Linked DNA regions of Zea mays: regions 1 and 3 are each linked to region 2. The links are chromatin contacts, called in public Hi-C maps. All regions are on one chromosome and are shown on one strand. Each heading gives the region's core, a stretch centred on a gene start, on an enhancer-like site or on the middle of the called end of the contact. The rest is flanking DNA. Distances are from core to core; before and after follow the strand shown. Region 1 holds the start of LOC103639137 (inactive beta-amylase 9). Region 2 holds the start of LOC100281031 (nascent polypeptide-associated complex alpha subunit-like protein). Region 3 holds the start of LOC100272714.

Region 1 (3,652 bases), core at 242-2,741, 140 kb before region 2:
ACTTCTAACTTCGGTCAAGTTTGTGGAAAAAAGTACTGCTACTTGATATTGTAGTATTAAAATAAGTCACCCAGTTCTGCAAGAACACAGTACTATGCTCTATGTTCAGTTAGGGTGTGTTTCTTACCAGAGAGCCAGGCTAGCAAGCTAAGGCTGACTAGCCAGTCTTGCTTTGCATGGGATAATAATAGGAGAAAACCATTTGTGTGGTTCGCCTGCCTATCTAAGATCTTGGCAGGATAGTTTTGGTACTGTCGCCTCTTCTGTTGGGGTGTTTTTTAGATCTATCGCCTCACACCATTCGTCCATGCTGACATCTTCATTGAACATCTAATGCTCTCGTCGGACCACCGCACTCGCTGCTGCCGCCTTGCTCGCGTCTCGCCGACCCTCCCCTCTCATTTCAGTTGGACAGGCTGCAGGTGGTGTGGCCGAGGCCCGGCCTGCCCCACGATGACCGTGAGGGGACGCCAGTGCTGCTTCCTAGCCAAGTCCGGCCAACTGGATCTGGAAAGGCCCGCCCCTTGTTTTTTGTCGGAGCCTGGCCTGAGCGTGGCGTGGTCACGAAGCCAGGCTACATGGACGGTCGTCTCCTGCCGTTCCCAGCTGCTCCTTCATCAGCATCGGACCAGTAGATTTGAGCAGACGCAAGCATTTGGCAAAGTTTTTGGGTTCTTGTTCAACTTGGAAAACCTCGGATGAAGCTGATCTTTAGATTTGCTGCAAAATTTCCGTGTATATATTTTCTCACGAGAACTCATCCGATATTAACATTTTTTTTGCCATGAAAGGAGACGTGTCCACGGCATCTCCCATCATGGATTCCCCTTCCCCAGACTGGTTGGTCCTGGATCGATATCCAAAAGCAGCTTCGCATGGCGCGGAAAGCCACCACCGTCGCATGCAGACCGCAGGAAGAGCCCGGAAACGAACGCATCGTCCCCAAAATCGGCGGCGCGGCGCCGTGAACCGGTGGCCACAAACGCGGCTCGGGTCAGCGATTCTTCGCCTCCCAGCCACACCCACACCTACACGTCGGCGACACGCGGGCACGCGCCCGGCTCCGTATACCCTAGTCTGCGTGGTGCCTCCGCGTTCCTACGTGGCGCCCTTATCCACAAGTTACTATGGATGGTGCCGAGTGACGGAAACGCCCTCAAACTGTCCCCACGTTCCGAGGAAGAGTGTCGGATCCGCCAGGGCCCACGCTCCGACGCTCGTCTTTTCCAAGGTAGTCCCACGGTCCCACCCGCACCCACCTCGTCATTCGACCTGGGCGGCAAGTATCTCTGACGCGATAGAGCGGGAAGGCCCCACCCGCTAGTGAGGCGGTAAGAGCACACGGCGCAGGAAAACCCGGCGATAAACTTGCCTAGCAAGTAGCACCTGACCTCCTGCATTATTTGCGGCGCGCTGGCCTCCTGCATTATTTGCGGCGCGCTGGACTCCTGCCACGTGGCACCGCCCTACTGTTCCTCGGCTGTCACCTGCCCTGCTCTCGTCTCCCATAAATAGGCCCGCGCGAAAAATTGGGTGCAAAAAATCTGTACCACTACTACCGCCAAGCGAACCAACCAGAAAAGTGCAAAGCGCAGCGACCGACGCGTCCCGACCAGCTGCTGACGCGGCAGACACAGGGCACTAGGACAGCAGCCAATAATGGAGGCCGCGCTGATGCACCAGACGGCGGCAACGGTGCCTGCGAGGTGGCGGTGCGTGGGGGACGCGTCGCGGGCTGGCCGCGGCCAGCAGCTAGCCGGCGTCGTCCGGCTCGGCGCGGCGCGGCGTGCAGCCAGCGGGGCTCTCCCTGTCCTCCGGGGCAGCAGGCTGCCGGGCCCCGTGCGGGCGCTCGTCTCCGAGTCCGAGTCCGAGGCCGCCGCCGAGCGGGCGGCGGATGGCGCGGTGAGGCTGTTCGTGGGCCTCCCCGCGGACGCGGTGGTCTCCGACGGCCGCGGGGTGAGCCGCTCCAGGGCCGTCTCGGCGGCGCTGCGCGCGCTCAAGCTGCTCGGCGTCGACGGCGTGGAGCTGCCGGTGTCCTGGGCCGCCGTGCAGCCCGGGTCCGGGGCCTGGTTCGAGTGGGCCGGGTACCGCGCCGTCGCCGCCATGGTCCGCGACGCGGGGCTCGACCTCCGCGTCTCGCTCCGCACCGACGGCGACGCGCTCCCCGAGTGGGTGGCCGACGCTGCCGCCGCCGACCCCGACGTGCTCTTCACGGACCGCTCCGGGCGCCGCCGCGTCGGGTGCATCTCCTTCGCCGTCGACGAGCTCCCAGTGCTCGTCGGCAGGTCGCCGCTCCAGGCCTACGAGGCCTTCTTCCGCAGCTTCGCTGAGGAGTTCAACGACTTGTTGGGGTCAACAGTTACGGTAAGACAAATCCAAGATTTCCTCGTTTAGTTTCTTTTAGTTTGGGAAACTAAATCTTTTTTCTTAAGCTTAACTAGGTATATGCTCGTGCGTTGCAACGGACGACACTTATACACGCATAGATCATTATTTAGTGTTACTATCAAGAATCAACTTAACAATCGTAACAAATGTCAAAGTCTGTCATTTCGAACAATCAAAATGAATGCCTCACGATTGAAGGCCCTTTCTTTACCTCCTCTGTTTTTACTCCACGCCTCACGCCTGTTTATCTAGAAACATAAATATCACTTGCTCTGTTCTTAGTACTCACTTCCATTCCCTGTGCCCAAAGAGTTTAAAAGTTAATCACAGGTGCTACAGACATCATCATACCAGCCAAATCAGAAAGAAAGTTAAAAAAAGAACTTGCTTTCTGCTCTTTCTGAATTCGACGGTGCCATTGGTTTCTGTGTTCAGAAAATGGGAACTGTATGTATGTTCTGGCCTCTGCATCCTCAGCGCACTTGGCATCTCTTTTGTTACCACTGCACGTCATCGTAAACGCAGGGTCGATGGTTTCAGCCTTTGAAGTAATAAGGGGTGTTTGAATGCGCTAGAGATATTACTTAACTGTTTAAATTAGCTAAAGACATCAGCTAATAGTTCAACTATTAGTTATTTTCAGCAAATTAGCTAGTAGTTAACTAACTATTTATTAGCTACCTAATTCTCCTAGCGATTTTTTATTAATACGATGCAAGCTACCAAAAGATATTACATGGTAGAAATATTAAGAATAATGTACATGTAGAAAAGTGGACCTACACGATAATCATTAGAATGACATCTCAGTAAGCAATGAATCCAAGTGTTTGCACGACACTAAAAAGAGCACAACAAAAGTGAAGCTGTATCGTACCAGGTAGCTTGCATCATATTAATAAAGCTCGTTCATGATGGTTGACTTGCCTACACCGGGCAGCCCAATTACCCCAATCATCACGAAATAATTGTTCTCGGTCAGATACTGCAAAAACACGGAGAGGGTTAGTACGTTTTGAGGGAACAAAATTTATATGTACATATGTATGTATTTAAAAAACACCTGCCATAAATTTTATCACTATTTAAAACCCCATCTCCAACATAGAAGGCATGTGTTGCTCAATGAATCTCAATTCACATCACAGATGCATATATAGGCATGATCAGCAGAAGCCAAATATAACATCTTGCGTCATTATGCGAGAAGGAAGGCATCTACGAAATGATTAAGAACTAACCTAACAAATTAGAAACATACCAA
Region 2 (3,696 bases), core at 707-3,206:
TAGTTTAAAATTCTCATCAAGTTATCAGGACCTCACAGTTCCCGCAAACCAGTTCCAAGAATTACACAAATATTAGTGTCCACTCCATTGAATCTCCACATAAGTGTGTTCTTTAATTTTCTATACCAGTTTACAGTACATACAATGGTGCTGATAACTGAAGATAATTGCACGAGCACGAGCACAGCGAGTAGGAGTGCTATATTCTTTCTTGCGTTTACAGGTAGCATCATCACAACTGGGAAAAGTAGGTGTGCTGCGAAGAGGAGCTGGGGCGGCAGGGGACCAATGCTGCAAATTCAGATGACTATGATCACATGGAAATAAACTCGTTGCTTTGATCCAAACACCGCATGACGTTAGAAAAAGGAAATGAACTTGAGGCCACCATCTGGCCATGCCCATTCGAGACACACATATATATACACTCTTCTAACTTTAATAGAGATCACCATAAATATATAACCTTATTTTTTAAGGGCATGTTTAGTTGGTTTAGTCCACATACTAAAGTTTAGTTAGAAAACTAAAATTTAGTCCATACTTTGTTTGGTTATAGGGAATAAAAGTATTCAGAGCATATTAAATGAATAATAAGAAGATCAAAATATTCAGAGCATATTAAATGAATAATAAGAAGATCAAAATACTCCTTAGCATGCTCCCACAATTACTGCAACTGAAATAAATGAGGAGTAAAAAGTGAAATTAATATGGTTTAGTTTATTTTGGTCACTCCTTGAGGGACTAGAAACTAAAGCAGTTTAGTCCATGTTTTAGTTCCACCGTATAGCAATTTAGAGACTAATTAAGGTCATGTTTGGTTCCTTTAGTCACTTGGCTAAAATTTAGTCACTAAAGTACCTCATTTAGTTCCAGTGACCAAACAAGACTAAAGAGCATTACTTTTTGTGAATAATGACTGTATTACCCCTATTAATTAGTGGTTGTTTGTTGCAAAAAGAAAGTGAAGAGGGCAAATAAGGTAAAGATCATACTTTAGTCCTTTTTAGTCACCTTCTTTGTAATTAAAGAACTAAAGTTTAGTCATCCTACTTTAGTCATCATGTTTGTTTCTTTAGGGACTAAAATTGACTAAACTTTAGTCACTCCAAATCAAACGGGGCCTAAATAAGACTAAAATAAAGAGACTAATCTTTAGTCCATAAAATCAAACGTGCCCTTAACAGAGGTCATGGTCGTTCAACCGATAAGGGGAGCTAGAAAAGAACATGACGTTGTGGTGAACAAAGTCCGACATAGTCCTATTTAGTCTCCATTACCGAATGGAAGGACTAAAATATAGACTAATTGATTTTAGTGTCTAGCCCTTTATATAGGTACTAAAAAGAAACTAAAGGACAATATTTAATTCAATTGCCCTTGCCTAAAAAATCGGCGAAAATAAGAAAAAGGAGTATTTCGGTATTTATATTCTGTATTTAATGTGTTTAGAATCTATTTAGCTCTACAACCAAATAAGACATGAACTAAACTTTAGACCAAGACTAATAGAACCAAACATGGTTGTAGTGGGAAAGATCTGGACTAAACTTTAGTCAGTAGTCGGAAACAAGAGAAAAATAAAAAGAAGCCAATGTGTACGAGAGAGTGCACCAAGTGATAGTGATAGACAATTTTTTCAACCTCGTCAAACTTGAGTTCGTGGTGTACACTTTAAAGTGCTCTATCAAAATAGTAAATTAGTCTCTAGGTCTAATTTTGTTTTGTTAATTCTGGATTTATATGTCTAAACTATTTAGCTAACTTTTTAGAGTAAAACTATTTTTGATGAAAGTTCCAAACAACCCTGCCGCTGCCCATCACCAACTTCCCTTCGGTTCGGACACCTATACTGTACGATCTTTTTAGAGTGTATGTAAATTCCCAACAAATGGAGGTGTTTAGTGTGATTCAACCTCCAATAAATAATGCCCGCACGCGCGAGTCTGCTCTAGGGTTTTTTGCCAAGTCGCCGCCGTCGCTCTGCCCGCATTCCCTTCCACAACACCGAGACGCCAGGATGACGGCGCAGACTGCGGAGGAGCTCGCCACCCAGATCGAGCAGCAGAAGCTCGAGGAGCAGAAGACCGAGGTGAGATTTCGCACACACTCCTCCCGAACGGTCCGAATCAGAAGGGGAATCGCTGTCGCATAGGCTATGGATACTGCAGTCCAAAATAGATTTGATGTTTTATTTCTAGCTGCAGATCCACGAACTTGAAGTAGAATGATTTCGTAGGTGGGTCTTGCTGGACCATGTAAAGCTCCATCATTTTATAGGAGCATTATTTATTTATTATTATATTATTGTTATGGACGGTGGAAATGGTTGGTTCTGATAGACTCGGCTTTTCGTGGACTGTTATTTTTGTTACGGGGGCGGCGCGATTCTTCTAATCTCGCTTGCCGTCTCGCAATATGTTTTCGTGGTAATGTTGTCCATCAACTATTCGGATGTGTGCCACTGGCATACTTATCTGTTTAATGCCATGAACAGGCAGAGGAGGTTGTGGTGGAGGATGAGGAGGACGACGACGATGAGGACGATGAGGATGATGATGAACTTGACGGTGAGTTACTATGATCTGAGAATGTCTCTTTAGTTCTATTCAGATAATGTGTGAAACAGTGATGGCTTGATATCTTGGAGCTTGTAATGTTTATTAACTCGTTGTCACCCTTCACCCGTCTGTATCATTTATGTGAAATGATTTGGCACTTCTAGTTCTGGATGCTTAATCGTGAACTGCTGTGCCTGTACATGTACATAATAGAGTAAGGGATATGTATAGATTTGTTTCTGGCACTGTAAATTGATATGTGAATGTGATTTCGATTGTACAGTCAAGTGTATTGTGAGCAGGATATCTTCATGTCTGATGTATCATATTTCCATGTATTTAAAGCCAGTTATTGACTTTTGTCTCAATGTATGAAGATCCAGAGTGGATTTTGTTAAGTTTGACGTTATGCATAGCTTGTCAATGCTTGTAGGTGGTTGATGTTTTTGCTGCTACTGGTTAACATAACTGCCCTATTGCACTGTCTATATTGTTTTATCTATATCAGCTACATATCAACCACATCCTTGGAAAACACACACCCCAGCTATAAACAGTAAACTGAATTGCTTAGTTAGGCAGTCTCATTTGTTTGTGATCAGTGCAGAAGCCTGTGTGGGCAAACAAATGCTATGCCATTAGTTTTCCTGTTAACCTGCACCCTTTGAATTTGCTGTCTGTTTTTATCTCTGGTGTGTGAAACAATTGCAGACCTGTATCTGACAAGTATTGGTGTCATTTTCATCTTCAGGACAAGAAGGGGATGCCAGCGGCAAGTCAAAGCAAAGCAGGAGTGAGAAGAAGAGCCGCAAAGCCATGCTGAAGCTTGGCATGAAGCCCATCACTGGTGTCAGCCGTGTCACTGTGAAGAAAAGCAAGAATGTAATTCACCACGCAAACTGGCCTATCTTTATTGTTGTCTGGCTAACATGGTATATATTATCTTTATTGTTGTCTGGCTAACATGATAAATGCACATATTTTTCCCAGATACTGTTTGTCATCTCGAAGCCAGATGTGTTCAAGAGCCCGAACTCAGACACATACGTCATATTCGGCGAGGCCAAGATCGAGGACCTCAGCTCCCAGCTGCAGACCCAGGCCGCAGAACAGTTCAAGGCCCCTGACTTGA
Region 3 (3,909 bases), core at 1,233-3,732, 200 kb before region 2:
CATCCAATAATCCAATGGCTTGAATGATCATTGTATCAACCTGTGTAACACAAACAATAAAAAATCACTTAACATGTCAAAATAATTATTTAATAGCAAAATCTAGAAGAATCTTAAATAGTCAAAACTCATAAGATGTTACGTATTTTGAATGCTGCAAAAGATAATATAGATGCACCAACAGGCAATCAAAGAATAAAAGTGCATGAGTACAATATGGAAACCAGTACATAATGCCAAGCACAAATGATGACACAATAAAAGCCAGAAATAGAGCATATAACAACATGAATAATAAGATTGCCAGTGGCACCGATAAAAGACTCACCTTCTCAGGGCTGAACTTCAGCTTATACCTAGACAAGCTGTGGGACAATCCCAAGCTCATTGGACCAAGGTCTTGTGCACCCAACCCAGTTATAAGCTCGGTAAGCTGATTTCTCAGTCCTCTCATCAGCTCCATCACAGCACTATTGTGAAGGCAGTCAATTTTCTGCAACACAATTAAAATGTCACGAGTGCTGGTCATTCACAAAAAGTAAAAAAAAACAAGGAAATACTACTGACCAGCTTTTCTTTTATAGCATTTCCAAGCTTAGAATCAGCTACTGCTAATGTTTCACCCTCACAATGTTTCTGCAAGAACTTGCGCAGACCCTTGCTAGGCTTGCTATCAATAATCAGGGTTGCCGCGGATAGGGCATCAGATGTGTTCTCAAACTTGTTGAAAGCCTTCAGCTCGACCACCTACAGGGAAGTTCTCTGTTATCAGTCAGAACAGAAAACTAGTAAAGGTACAGAAGCGGAGAATAGGACGACTCATCAAGTTTTCTTCTTATTTCTTATTTTGCATTTGAACGAAAACAGTAACTTTGTTACGATACACGGTATGCATGATTTCCAAGTGGCTTCATCCATATGTGCAGCACAAATCTGTTGGCATTTGGTAGCTTGATGCTTGAAATGTGAAATGTTTGAAATAGCTTACGGAAAACACATTCTAAAACATAGCCATCTAAGCTACCCTAAGCTAAGTAGAAGTACATATCTAGTGGCTACGTCCACAGTGTTCCACTGAAATAAAAGAGTTAGTGAGACACTTAAGTCGGTGCCATCTGTTCAAAACGACAAACACATAATGTCATAATGTGGCTGATCCTATACAGACCTTTCTCGCTGAGTCCGACGTCGTGAACTCCTTCCATAGATCCTGCCAACAAGAACACAAAGGCATAGCACATTAGCACTGATGGTTCAATACAAAAGCATGGAGCAGAGCAAATTTAAGGAACCCAATCAATAACAGACTTTAGAAATTGCAGCGGGGGTCACTCACCTCGACCTTGTCGAGCTTCCCCTCGTCGAGCACCTTGAATAGGGCGAACCCCGCGGGGGTCTCGAAGAGCACCAACATCTCCGCACACGACCAGTCCCCGATTAACTCAGCTGAAACAACAGATACACACGCTCTTAACATGCATCGAGCGAAGGATCACGGAACCAAATTAGACATAGCAACGCGTGCGCCAACAGAATCGAGCTGTTGAGACGGTAAAATCCCTCGAACCTGGGGAAGATTCGTCGGTGGACAGCGCGAAGCGATGAGGGGGTTTCGCCTGCGGCGGCCGCGAGACGAGAGGGAGCTGGGGAAAAGGTAGCCGCCGCAAGGGTTTTAGCTCTTCTAGGGCTTGGGGCTGGACTAATATATCGGAGAGCACAAAGGTACTCGGTGGCCCATCTGGCCGTTGGCTGAACGGGACCGTGCTAATGGACCGTTGGATGGTTTGTCTTGGGTTTTAGGTTACCGGGAGGACCCTTGCTCGACTGACAGGGAGGGCGTGTTTGGTTTGGTAAGTGGATGTTTGCTTTTTAGTGACTATTTTTTTGTCAATTTCCGTATTTAATATTTTAGTAATTAAAATGGAATAAAATAGATAGACTAAAAATTAGTCACTAGAAACCAAATACCTCTTAAATTTATAAGATACCGCATAATTAATAAATAACTGGAGTTTTGGTTGAAACTGTCTCCCGTAGTGGAGAGTTTCATTTGACATGGTTTTATAGGTACCATACAAGAGATAATATGTCTAGGTAACACTATATACATGTTTTCATCCCCATGAAAAAATCTACCCCTTTCTTCATTAATTAGTTGCCACATCATCCAAAATGCTGACATAGCACACCATTTAATGAGTGAAACTCCTATAAAACTATCATTGAGAATGACCTTATATACCTAAGAGCATTTTTAGTAGCTGTGTAAATAACTCTCTAAATAAGAATTTAAGAAATTTCAAAAAGACTTTCTCGAACAATTATGTAAACCAAGTTACTAAATTTACAAACTCACTCAAAACCTAATTTCATCTCTATATTTACCAAGTGGTGTAGAGATGAAATTATCATGTTGTAAACCGGCTATTTAGCCAAGTGGTGTGCGTGGGGACTGGGTAAAAACATTTTCAACTTGCTTCTCAAGTTTGCTCGGTGTCGCTCGCGACTGGCTCTAGTTGTACTCAGCCAGCTATCCTTGGTGTGGGGGTTTGATCGACGGAGCCGTCACAACGGCGCCTATGGCGAAGCCTTCCGTACAGACTCATTTCGTCTTGGACGCGATGGCCGCGGAGAGGGTGAAAGTCGCGGAGAACTGGGAGCGGGCGTTGGATTCGTTGGAGAACATGAATCAGCGCCTGGGAAAGTTCGCCAAGGTCCAGCGCCAGTTGGTGGAGCAGTCGGAGGTCGCGGCGCAGGCGGCCAAGCAGGCGGCGAAGGAGCGTTCTGTTCTGTCGCGTCAAGTGGAGGAATCTGGGCAGCTGCTGGCGCGGGTACAGCTGGAATCCATGGCGGCGGAGACGGAGAAGTCCAGGAGGAGCGGATCCACCAGCCCGTCATCTAGGTCTTCACCCCCTGTTCAGGTACGGAAGGGTCCTCAGAAGGGTGTTCAGATCAATCCACTGCCTGAGATGTCATTCCCAAAGTTTGATGGTGCTAATCCGAGAGTTTGGTTGGACAAGTGTTTGGATTACTTCCATATTTTCAAGGTTTCTGAAGCTATGTGGGTACAAGTGGCGTCTCTGCACTTGGAAGGGATTGCTGCTCGCTGGTTTCACGTGCATAGACTGAAACAGAGGACGGGGTGGAATCATTTTACTCGGGATGTGTTGAACAAGTTTGGCGCAGACGAGTATCCAAAGGCGATGAGGAGATTGATGGGTCTCAGGCAGACGGGGTCACTGGACGAGTTTGTGCGGGCGTTCGAGGAAGCACGGTACATGGTATCGCTGCATAACCCAAAGTTGGGTGAGGTGCTCTTTGTCACTCAGTTTATTTGGGGTCTGGAGTATGATTTGCAAGGGGCGGTGCAATCTCAGATGCCCACCACTTTGGATCGAGCAGTACTAATTGCCAAGTTGCAGGATGAACTGAATGATCAATACAAAGGAAGGTCGACAAGGTCAGTGTTCCAGTCGAGGTCCTCGTCCACAGCAGTCAAGGCCAAGGCGATCAGTGGTACTACTGGTAAAGGGTGCATGAAGGTGCGGGGTCTTTTGAAGAACAAAGTTACGTTGCTGTTGTCAATTCATTCCGGGAGTCCTACTTGCTTTATCAACAAGAATCTGGTGGCTCGGGCTCGTTTGTCTGCTGTTTCTTGTCCTCCAGCCAGGTTCACATTGGCAAATGGCGAGTCCCTAACGTCGGATTTGTTGGTTCCTCAGCTTGCCTGGTGCGCAAATGGCCACACGTTCCACACTGATATGAGAGTGTTGGATCTGGGACCGTATGACGCCATCTTGGGTTATGACTGGCTGAAATCACATAGCCCTATGGAATGTGATTGGGCAAACAAGGTCTTGGTCTTTCATGATGCAGGGGTGGAGGTTACTTTGAAAGGGGATGATGATA

What was found. Hi-C and Micro-C count contacts between places; a contact is called where the count stands out from the background.
Region 1: a contact with region 2 is called in a Hi-C map of bundle sheath, with 4 times the contacts expected there. The contact joins the promoter of LOC103639137 here to the promoter of LOC100281031 in region 2. A contact is called at or near these places in 8 of 25 Hi-C or Micro-C datasets (bundle sheath, endosperm, leaf and 3 more).
Region 3: a contact with region 2 is called in a Hi-C map of leaf, with 6 times the contacts expected there. The contact joins the promoter of LOC100272714 here to the promoter of LOC100281031 in region 2. A contact is called at or near these places in 4 of 25 Hi-C or Micro-C datasets (bundle sheath, ear, leaf and 1 more).

What each region holds. Positions count from the first base shown.
Region 1 is chr9:135,141,394-135,145,045 of Zm-B73-REFERENCE-NAM-5.0, reverse strand. It overlaps LOC103639137 (inactive beta-amylase 9), which reads left to right and starts at 1,491. Exons shown (of 2, transcript XM_008661933.2): 1 at 1,491-2,364. The coding sequence starts at 1,660. It overlaps LOC103639136 (a long non-coding RNA gene), which reads right to left. Exons shown (of 4, transcript XR_002264891.3): 2 at 3,266-3,373; 3 at 2,740-2,891; 4 at 2,529-2,686. LOC103639138 (a long non-coding RNA gene) reads left to right here. Exons shown (of 2, transcript XR_559253.4): 2 at 1-281.
Region 2 is chr9:135,005,884-135,009,579 of Zm-B73-REFERENCE-NAM-5.0, reverse strand. LOC100281031 (nascent polypeptide-associated complex alpha subunit-like protein) reads left to right here and starts at 1,956. Exons shown (of 4, transcript NM_001367098.1): 1 at 1,956-2,095; 2 at 2,501-2,573; 3 at 3,316-3,446; 4 at 3,555-3,696. The coding sequence starts at 2,024.
Region 3 is chr9:135,205,881-135,209,789 of Zm-B73-REFERENCE-NAM-5.0, reverse strand. LOC100272714 reads left to right here and starts at 2,482. Exons shown (of 1, transcript NM_001147167.1): 1 at 2,482-3,909. The coding sequence starts at 2,580. It overlaps LOC103639139 (probable nucleolar protein 5-2), which reads right to left and starts at 1,643. Exons shown (of 10, transcript NM_001346697.1): 1 at 1,568-1,643; 2 at 1,337-1,469; 3 at 1,169-1,210; 4 at 568-747; 5 at 329-493; 6 at 1-40. The coding sequence starts at 1,414.